Regions from separate parts of the Bombyx mori genome. Here region 1 is linked to region 2. A link is a contact called in public Hi-C data. All regions are on one chromosome and are shown on one strand. The core of a region is the stretch at or near the end of the contact, and the rest is flanking DNA. Distances in the headings are between cores, read along the strand shown. Region 1 overlaps LOC101737806 (homeobox protein homothorax-like). Region 2 overlaps LOC101737806 (homeobox protein homothorax-like).

Region 1 (5,254 bases), core at 1,174-3,673, 99 kb after region 2:
TTTCAGGGAATATTTCAAGGCGTTTTTACGCATTACTCAGATATTTAATTGAAAATGGCGAAATAAAAATTACTTTTCGGTCGCATCGTTTTGATGCCTCTCCTTTCGTCCGACTTCAGTGCAGTAGTAGTAGTAGTAGTAATAGTAGGGTTTTTCTCGAAGGGAAAGGCAATGGAACTAAACCATACGGCCAATTCTTACATTTTCATATTTAGTTTTATATCTCAAAGCAAAAAAGCCAATTATTTAGTATTCTTCTTTAGTATCTTTTTCAAATCCATGTAAATGTCTAGTCAGGTTTTTTTATCATTATGTTTCAATTGAGAGTTGTCGCGTGTTTCGTGTTTCTTGAAAAATTCGGGTAAAAAGTCAAAATTAGTATTCTCCATTATAACCGACTTCAGTTCAATTATATAAATATATTTAATTATGACATTTGACTTTTCGTTTATATTATTCATACTCAGGGTTGCCAGACCCGCGCCGCCGCCGCGCATCCTCCGATACGTTTGTGCGGACCGTAAACAAGCAGAAACAAGCGTCACTTACAACGCGAATTACAATTTTAATCTGGTCGAATACCAGTTTTTATTGTGCATCCGAGTGAAATGCGATGACTCAAAAAAACATTTAATACAAATAAATACGTTCAATAAAGTACTCGGTATGAGAGATCGAATGGAATCGTCCGGAGTCCCGCCGCGGAGCGAGCCCTCGTATAAATACGCGATTTTTATTATCCGCCTCATTATTGTATACGAACGGTCGCTTATGAATAAAAAGTTGCCTTTATATTGATGCAAATATATTGTATGACAGCGAGTGGCGGGCGGCGGGAGTCCGCGATCGGCAAACAAACCTCTAATACTTCAGTGAGACGGGATTTTATTTCCTCAAAATAAAAATCTTTATTTGCTTCAATCGAAACAATTATCTAGTCACTCGATATGAAGGATCGCATTTCCGACATTCCGACCGTTGAGCGCAGTCTCCGTCAGGCAAACGTTTGTTTTTTCAACGGAACGTTTATTTCAAATAGATGGATATTCCATCAAATAACTATAATTTCGGTGAAACAAAACTACGGGCTGTCAAAATTGACGTCGGTAAATCATCGGCTTGACCCTTTTTTTTTATTATATAGTTACTTTAATAATTTCGTTAAGGGCTTTTTAAACGAGGCGCATACTTCGAATTGCTGCCGGTACTTTATGGCCCAGATCATTTGTATTGGAATTTAAATAGGCCCCACTCTAAATTGGATTACTATTAAATTCGTAGAGAACGAAGCGGGTGTGTGTACCAATTACAAACGAAGGGTAATGGAGACAATGAACGGATGACGGGAGCGATCCGACGCCGCTCCATCAAACGTTCTGAACGAACGAGAGCGAATCAATCGCACACAAATGCTCATTGGAAACAAAAACAATGGAGCCAAGACGGGCCATATGCGGCGGGCACTATCAGCGGTGAGTGGCGACGGGTCGCCGCACCGAGCACCGGACCGAAACACAGATTTATCTTTCTCTCTCATTATTCATATCTCAACAAAGAGGGGCATAAATTACGCGCCCGAAAATATCTAAATCCTAATCCATTCGCTCCGCTCGTCTCCGAACGAATCCGATTTTAAAATATTTATGAAAAGGCAACGAAAAAGAATTATAAAAAAAACAAAATCAAAAAAACGACGTCGTTCCAGAGACAGAATTAAAAATAATAAAAAATACGCCTCGAGAGCGAACGTCGGAAAAAAAGTTAAAATACTCGTAGGTCATCCCGGCGTTGTCTTGTTTTTTATCGTCTACGTATCCACGTTTCATTAGATTCATTTCAATTCTGACGGGATTAGTGCGGGAGGATCTCTCAACGATAAAATGCGATGTCCGTTGATTTATAAAGATCCTTTCCGTCGAGCGATGAGACATAATTAATTGTTCGCAGTGATCTATCTCTGTGTGTTCTGTCTCTGTTATTGAGGCCGACCGGGGCGGCGGCTCACGAGACTATTGCTCCCTTTCGAAGCGAACCGTTTAGCGACGGTGGCATCGCGGCGGCGGAGTGCGGCCCGCGGTCCGCGTGCCCGGGTCGCTGCTCGTGACAGCTCCCGAAATTAGTCACGTGGCCGTTAATAGTCCCGGGGGCGGCGACCACTCGCCGTTTTTTTTGTGATCTCGCACGGTTGTTTACAGCAGTTGGTGGTTATCGATCCGGCCGGGGCAGCACGTAAACACGGCGTTATTCATCGAACGAAGGATTCGCTCGTCGTCCGCCCTCAGCTCCGTCGTCTCTCCTGTTCCTGATCGATTTCTCGGCGGAGTGTCGGCGTGCGGCGAGGTCGATGCGAGGAGCGGCGACGGCCGAGCGTGCGGGGCGGGTGAGCGGGTCCAGCTCACTGCTCGATTAGCGCGGCCGGCATCGCTCCGCCGCCTGATTGGGCCATCCATCACGACCCCGTCCCGCGCGCCGCTCGCCCTCCGCCCTCCGGCGCGAGGACTCCTCTCGACAGCGCCTCTCGACTCTCGACCTTCGGCCCGACGGGCTTCGGTTCGGTTTGCGGCACGCGCTGCTGTCCCACCGAGATGCCGGCGCGGCACCGCACTCCGCTGATCGAGGCGTATTTTTAAGACGGATACTTAGCGCGTTACATTATTATACTTTTGTTGTTTTTTGATCGCGGGCGCGGTACCCACCCGGACCGGACCCGGCGGCCGGGTCGACGCACCGACCGACCTACCTTGAGATGTTTGATTGAGGTTTTGTTTTATTTGAGGCGACGCGAGGGACGCTCCGATTACGTTTCTCGTATTCGGTTCGCTCGATCGGTTTCTGTTACGTTCGACTCGCATTGTCCGGGACTAGATCGTCGGTGCCGATACAACGGGCCTCGTAATGAAGACGTGCGTGGGTGCGTCGGACGCGGTACCAGCCGACAGTAAACGACCGCGAATTACGGACAAATTTTATAGCCCGTTTCCGTAAACGAAAGTTTTATTCTCGCATTAGCATATAATCGAGACCCGGATCATGATGCGGAGAAGCCGTAACCTCACGCGTTGGTCCACGCTGGAGCCCGAGGCTGCGCTGCAGACACTGATCGATCCTCCGATATCCCTCAAAACACTGATTGCTCGTTATGAATATTGCCAGTTTTACGATCGTTTTTACGATCGGATGATGTTTCTGCTTGCCTTGGTTCCGTAAGCGCAGCGTTTATTGAGTCACCGCATTACGCGCGTTCTAGTTTTACGACGTCACAAAGGGACTCGAATGTTATCAATAAAAATCATTGCGCTTATTATCAACAGCGTGACATCTACGTGGGAGATACCCGCGACTGATTCATTGGAGCTAAACATCCGAAAAAGCCTCTGTGTCGTCTGCCGGGAACATGTTATGAGCTTCTTCGGACATATCATGCGGTCTCCCAGACATGAAATATGAAGCTCATATTTTCGGGTCGCATAGAAGGCAAGCGCGCCGTGAGCAGAACACCAGCCAGACCGTCAAATCTGGTTAAGTCGCTTGGTAGTCGTTTATACCATGAGTACCGTGCCGCTCATGATCGAACACTGCGGAGAAAAGTCACATGTGGTCGCGATCCTCAGCAGTGAGGGCACTATGAAGAGGAGATTCATTAGAAAAATAGACTGTGTTATGAGAAGACACAGCCAAATTCTGGCGCAAAGCAGTTTTGTAAAGTCGTGTCTCTAGCTGCGGAGGTAATTTGTAATGAAGTCTTCGCGAGCTAACCTATGTACCGTTGAGCTGAAGCTCAGCGCGTTTGTGACCGCAGTGACGTCACCATAACGAACTGGTCTCCGGAGCAGCTCGTATTATCTTGACAAGTGCTGCGTGGTACCGATGTTGATCGAGCAGTTAGACCAGATGACTTCTTCACGCTATTCCTACTCTGTCTATTGACTGACCGAGATAATAGCTCATGTCTAGTACAGGCTTTTATTTATTTTTGATGAATTTTTTTCAGATTCAATTTTTCTAATGAAATACGTACTCAACAAATGTTCACGATTGACTTCCAAGGTGAAGGAATAACATCGTGTAATAAAAACCAAACCCGCAAATTATAATTTGCGTAATCACTGGTGGTAGGACCTCTTGGGAATCCGCACGGGCAGGTACCACCACCCCGCTTATTACCGCCGTGAAGCAGTAATGCGTTTCGGTTCGAAGGGTGGGGTAGCCGTTGCAACTATACTGAGACCTTAGAACTTAAATCTCGAGGTGGGTGGCCCATTTACGTTGTAGATGTCTATGGGCTCTAGTAACCACTTAACACCAGGTGGGCTGTGAGCTCGTCCATCCATCTAAGCAATAAAAATAAAAAATAAAAATTCCAAACAAATCACGGCTCAGCGCAAAAATACTTGTCTCTAATGTAAGGTGTCTCAGATTTGAGAAAATCTTATCGCTTAAAAACCTTCAAAATAACCTTATCTACTCACTTGGAGCTCACCTGATGTAAAGTCCACCTACAGCTAAAGTTCAAGGTCATCGATACACATGGGTTTTTTTTTAAGAGTACCTACAGTAAGTTCTATATCGACATCAGTTAAGTTCATTAACATAAAGCCCAGGAGCTTCTGCAATCGTTAAGCTGCGAGTGCAGTGAATGGATGTTAGAAAGGCATTGTCGCTCTTCGGTGATGGTAGGGAGTTACGTCTGCCGACACCGTTACTACAATCCTCCGTGATCTGCCTCAGTTATTGGTTCGGTAGGCTATTTCAACTTCTCTGGTTCGGCAGGCGAGTTCGCTTACCCTGAGAGTTTAGTTGAAATTATAATTTGCGTAATTACCGGTGGTAGGACCTCTTGTGAGTCCGCGCGGGTAGGTACCACCACCCTGTCTATTTCTGCCGTGAAGCAGTAATGCGTTTCGGTTTGAAGGGTGGGGCAGCCGTAGTAACTATACTGAGACCTTAGAACTTACATCTCAAGGTGGGTGGCGCATTTACGTCGTAGATGTCTATGGGCTCCAGTAACCACTTAGCACCAGGTGGGCTGTGAGCTCGTCCACCCATCTAAACAATTTAAAAAAAAACTAACACTAGAGCCCTAGCAAGAGCAGTGCTTCGCTGAATCCACTAGACCAAAATAGCGACCCACTGAGAATATCAGAAACTCAGTGGGTCGTGTCTATGGTTTATCCTGCAGGTTGAACTCCTCGTCGCACGATGACTCACCAGTCAACGTGCGATGCGTTTCAATTTAACAAACGGACCAGCTTTT
Region 2 (5,883 bases), core at 10-2,509:
ATCACACATTTGAACCCGAAGAAACACTGAATAAACAAAATAATGCAATTCAAACAACATCGCTTCCCGCGTTCCCCGCCTTAGAAAAAGCCTTGAATTTAATAATAAAATAATGCAACACTCGTTCCACAGATTAACGACCAGTTCTATACGTTTTACCGACACGAATACTAATCTATCACTCATTGAGTCTGTCAGAATTTGATCCCACTGCCCCATAGCTTCTTGATAAAGTACAAACGCACAGAAACGTCTTCGTGATTCACAGTATTCATAAAACATAGACTGACTCAGTGGTGCTGTAGTTAGCGGCCCTGAATTGCGCCGAGGGTCATGGGTTCGATTCCCCTATTAGAAAAACATTCGAGTGATTTTTTCCCACTTATTTATTGTTATTAAATTTATTGAAACTTATTTTATTGAATCAATTTTTGGATTGTATTGGAGCGAATCCCTCCAATTTCCAAAATCATCTCGATTCAAAGGTTGACTGTAAGAGATCGCTTAGAGCGATAGTTCCTTTACTTTTTCTAAGCATTCTAGTTATTTTGATGTACCTGAAGTACTTTTTATTTTACCTATGTGTAAATGCATACATACTAGAGGTTGATCGTTTTGTGAGCTCGCTCAGAACATAGTAAATCATCTACCCACTCATGTAAAGCTTTCCTTCTTTGAGAACGGTTAGCTGGTAGATAACTCAATTGTTGAGTTAAGCTCGCCATTTTTTTATATCTTATCGCAATTACTGTATTATATTAACAGTGTGTACAAATAAAGAATAAATAATAATAATAATAATAGTAATGTCTCAAGATCGGCATTACACACTGTGATTTTTAAGCACCCCGGTAACCGCTTAACGCTTATTGAGCCCTGAACTCGTTCATCCGTCCCCAACTTCATGTCAATCAAAATCGTATTCTTTTTTACCGTAACGTCTAGTTTTAATTACCGTTCACTTATCGCACGTGCTCCGCTAATCAACGGACGCCATTACAGTATTTCGTTCAGACCGTGTTCGCATTAACATCGTTATAATTAGCAGCAGTGCCTCCAGTACATCGGGATTGTCGCGCGCAAATTAATCAGAAACAATTCATCTTTACGGCTTCGACGCCTTTTTCTTAACGTTTCCCGACCGCCTTGGAGTTTTCATTTAAAAAAAACATCCTCCGTCCCGCTCGCACACTGCACCGTTCTATTATATCCATTCCGCTCCTTTGTTTCGACATCGGTGACGTCTCTGATCGCTCCGCCCATTTATAAAGTCGGCCAGCAGAGTGCACCTGTCCCTTTCTATTCCGACTGATTTATGTGAGAGAGAACAGGCTTGATCGATGTTTTGTTTTCCACTTCAAATGTCCGACGTTCTTAGTTTTTTTTTTAGAAATAAACCTCGCAACTGTGGCTATTAGCTTATACTACTTATACTAGCTATTACCTGCGATATTGTCTGCGCGGTATTGATCACAATTTGTTCAATTGTTCGTATTTTAGCTAAACGAATATCATTCCTATATTTTTGTGTAGGATTCATTGTTAACGAGAAAAAGGACGACACATTCATTCTATCAAGCTTAGGTTTTATGGTTATATATATGTTATGGTTGTTGAAGACATGTCGAGTCATGATATTTCACTGGTACCTACATGTATAAATAATACGCATATTACTCAATGTAAATTCTGATGATGAAGCAAGATTGCGCACAGGATTCCTGCGGCTCAAGTGTCGCGCTGTTGGCATCCTCGTGGTCTTTTATCCTTTTCATGTTGCGCGGTAGGTAAATACATTTTGTAAAACTATATTTACGATAATGTTATCTCGCGCGCCCGTATTACATTACCTCCGAGTCTCGACCTGTGATTAATGATCAAACCGAAGCGGAACCTTCCAGAAGAAGAAAAAAATCAATTCTCAGAATGTTCAGTTCGATGTAATTAAGTACCCGCTTCCTGGTGCGGAGGGTATTGTTAAACTTAATGGAGATATGTCATTATAGTGTTGTTGTCATTGATACATTACCAAAATTAACTATACAAAAGCCTATTTTAGTGCAAAAGTAATTCGAGCATTTTCAATCTCAACCTTAAGACGTTAAAATCTATCGTATTTTTGTTAATTCTCGTTAAAAGCTTTAGGATTAAGATTTCAGAAGTGAGGTTGGTTTTGGCGCGCAAAAAACGCGGCCAAGTTGACATATTGAAAAATGTCATGGCGGCTCGCGAGGTTAGTTTCGGCGGGAATGCCATTCTAATCAAAATAGTTTACGCGTCCTCTGAGTTGATATTCGTTTTGGTTTCGACGCTCGATCGTGGGAACGATGCGTTTTCATTTAGATCTTTTGTTTTAATTTTATTTGTCGCTTGCGTTTTGTCGACTTTTTTAGGCTTCAATGTGGGACACTCAAGCATATGTTTCATAGAATGTTACTAAATATAATAGATAATAAAATAAGTATCGAGGAGATAAATTACTCTTAATTAGACACGGATGAACATTATCACCTTAATAATTTAAGGAGCTTTAAGTTAAGAAAAATCAGTTTCTATTTTATTACATCCTCGCAACCAAAAAAGGTTTTCGAATCCGAAAAACCTTAAGCCTGCAAAACGACCATCATAAAAAACGTATTTAACAACCATATCGCTATGCAGGTTAATATCATATCAACTTGTAACATAAACCGTGGCCAGAGCCGCTTTAATCCTATTAACGAAAAAAAAAAAAAAACGTACTCGAAACAGCTGAGCCGATGCAAGCGGTCTCGGAATACGTGAACCCGACAAACAGTTATAAATCAAGCGACGTACAAATAAAACCGGGCGGCGCGAAAGCGTTATTATCTTTATAATTGCACGTCAAGGCGGGAAAACTGGCGTTTCGCGCTATTTTCCGGTTTTTTAACGCTCGCGGCCATGATATATCGAGTCATGAATACGCGATGTATCGTGACACCTGCCCGCCGCCTTGTGAATTCCAAATTCGAATTTGCCGCGTCTTCTATGCTTAGTTCTAACCTAAAATTTGCTTAGTGAAGTTATTTCTTGTGACTAAGATATAAATCGACGAGCTAATAACCGATTTCTACATTCCAACTTCACGTCCGATCTACACATGACGGGAACGATAACAAAGGGCCATTGTGCAACATCGTGAGGGTCGATCGAACGCTACCAGAGACGAGCCGGGCCGCGATAGTTACCAAACTACTTGTGGAGCTATCGAACTATCGCTACAAACAAAAAAAAAGCTGTTCTAACAATGATCTTACAAGAGCAAAACCAACAGATGTAATGTAGCGCTCCGCCCCGGCGGTAACAAGCGCCGCACTATCGATGTCTCAGTCGGGAACTGTCAAAAAAGTGACAGGCGCCGTGTCGGGCTAACGAGGCGAGCTAGTGTCGGGTCACGCTGACTGGGCGGTTTCGGAACGTGCTCGCAGCGCCATCTGTTATCGGGGGGACGTACTGTGCTCTCGACAAAGCTTAATTTAACCAATAAATGTTTTTTCGGAAGCAGCCTATATCTACATAGGTTTTCATTGAAATTTAACTTTAAAAAATTTTATCGTACTCTTAACTGCTCACTATAAGTTAGCGCACTGAGTTTCTCGCCAGATCATCCGGTGGTAGTTTCTGCGAAGCAACACTCCGGCTAGAGCCCTGTGAGCTAGCTACTAGCTCGGTGAATCTAGAATAACCCTTCGAGGTTACTAGAATAGGTAGGAAAAAAGAAAAAAAACAAGACAAAACCTTTCTCTCCATCTCGTACCGAATTGAAATTGCCACTTCGTTTCAACCTGTAACCAAATATAAGGCAACGAAAACCTTAAATTTATCGAGAATCGGAATCATTATTCTGTTTGTCATTATATTATGTATTATTTTTTTTAAATCTAATCTGGACACAGTACCTACGTAAAGATGCAAATGCTCTGCCTCTGGGGCCGGGCAGCGACAAATTTATTACGTTACCACCACCTCATTACCTTTAACGAGCATTCGAAGCCTTTCTTTAGATCATAAATATTATATTCCACACCTGCACTGAGGAGTCACAAGATGGCGAACAGGACTTCCAAGAAATATACAATATAATTAAAAAAAAAAAAACATTTATGTTTGCCTTAGTCATTATTGATGCGACTTGTATTTTTTTATTTTGTAACGACAAAATTTACAAATTCTTGGTGGAACACCAACCAAGGCATGTTCACAGACTGATTTCGCTAGGAAAGAGTACTTTTTTAATTTTTTTATTGCTTAGATGGGTGGACGAGCTCACAGCCCACCTGGTGCTAAGTGGTTACTGGACATCTACGACGTAAATGCGCCACCCACCTTGAGATATTAGTTCTAAGATCTCAGTATAGTTACAACGGCTACCTCACCCTTCGAACCGAAACGCATTACTGCTTCGCGGCGGAAATAGGCGGGATGGTGGTACCTACCCGTGCGGACTCCCAAGAGGTCCTACCACCCGTGATTACGCAAATTATAATTTTGCGGGTTTGATTTTATTACACGATGTTATTCTTTCACCGTGGAAGACAATCGTGAACATTTGTTGAGTACGTATTTCATTAGAAAAATTGGTACCCGCCTGCGGGACTCGAACACCGGTGCATCGCTTCATACGAATGCACCGGACGTCTTATCCTTTAGGCTACGACGACTTCATATCTCACAGCCCACCTGGTGTTAAGTGATTACTGGAGCCCATAGTTTTTTTTTATTGCCCTAGTTTAGTTTACAACGTAAACGCGCCACCCACCTTGAGATATCAGTTCTAAGGTCTCAAGTATAGTTACAACGGCTACCTACCTACCTACCCTACCCTTCAAACCGAAACGCATTTCTGCTTCACGGCAGAAAGAGGCAGGGCGGTGGCACCTACCCGCGCGGACTAACAAGAGGTCCTACCACCAGTAAGTTCAGCCTAACGGAACATAGGCTAGTTCGCGAAGACTTCATTACAGATTATCTCTGCAGCTGTAGACACGAGATCAGAGTCTGGACTGCGTACCGGATGCCTCGCCCTAACTAAAACTTTCACCAGAAACAGATCAACCCTGGTCATTGGCATCAAATATTCCACGAGGCAAAATTAGTCCGCGCGGGTAAGTACCACCACCCTGCCTATTTCTGCCGTGAAGCAGTAATGCGTTTCGGTTTGAAGGGTGAGGCAGCCGTTGTACCTATACTTGAGACTTTAGAACTTATATCTCAAGGTGGGTGGCGCATTTACGTTGTAGATGTCTATGGGCTCCAGTAGCCACTTAACACCAGGTGGGCTGTGAGCTCGTCCACCCATACAAGCAATAAAATAAAAAAAATACCGAATATAATTTTCTACAAAATATCCCCCGTTTGTAACGTTGAGTAAATCGTGTCCAATTATCGTGATTCCTTCATGCGGCGGAGGTAGCGCGCGTAATCAGAAACAATTTGGAGCAATCAGCGCGCGACCGGCGTGGATCCTGTGCTAATGTCACCAGCGCCACTGACTGTAGCCAGTCCGGGAGCCAGGAGTCGCCACCACACGTGTAGGGTCACACACACATGCTTTATAACGTACGTGGCGTGTTACCTGGCTACGTAATGCAAGGTGTCATCTTCACCATTCCACGCTTGTGGGAAAAGGATATTGGGACGACAGTCCAGTTGTAACGGTCATACAGCGAACTCAGTTTTTTTTTATTGCTTAGATGGTGGACGAGCTCACAGCCCACCTGGTGTTAAATGGTTACTGGAGCCCGTAGACATTTACAACGTAAATGCGCCACCCACCTTGAGATACAAGTTCTGAGGTCGCAAGTATAGTTACAACGGCTGCCCCGCCCTTCAAACCGTAACGCATTGCTGCTTCACGACATA

The links. A called contact is a pair of places that touch in the nucleus more often than the background predicts.
Region 1: a Hi-C map of whole pupa shows a contact between it and region 2, with 2.6 times the contacts expected there. The contact joins two enhancer-like sites. A contact is called at or near these places in 2 of 7 Hi-C or Micro-C datasets (both in whole pupa).

What each region holds. Positions count from the first base shown.
Region 1 is chr25:1,466,013-1,471,266 of ASM3026992v2, forward strand. The region is part of intron 8 of LOC101737806 (homeobox protein homothorax-like); the gene reads right to left. Among protein-coding and RNA genes, the nearest start is that of Mir3215, 20 kb to the right of the region's middle. Within about 2 kb of position 2,424, at least 7 of the 8 cell types and tissues checked have open chromatin away from gene starts, as enhancers often do.
Region 2 is chr25:1,367,937-1,373,819 of ASM3026992v2, forward strand. All of the region lies in intron 10 of LOC101737806 (homeobox protein homothorax-like), which reads right to left. Among protein-coding and RNA genes, the nearest start is that of LOC101736885, 81 kb to the left of the region's middle. Within about 2 kb of position 1,260, at least 7 of the 8 cell types and tissues checked have open chromatin away from gene starts, as enhancers often do.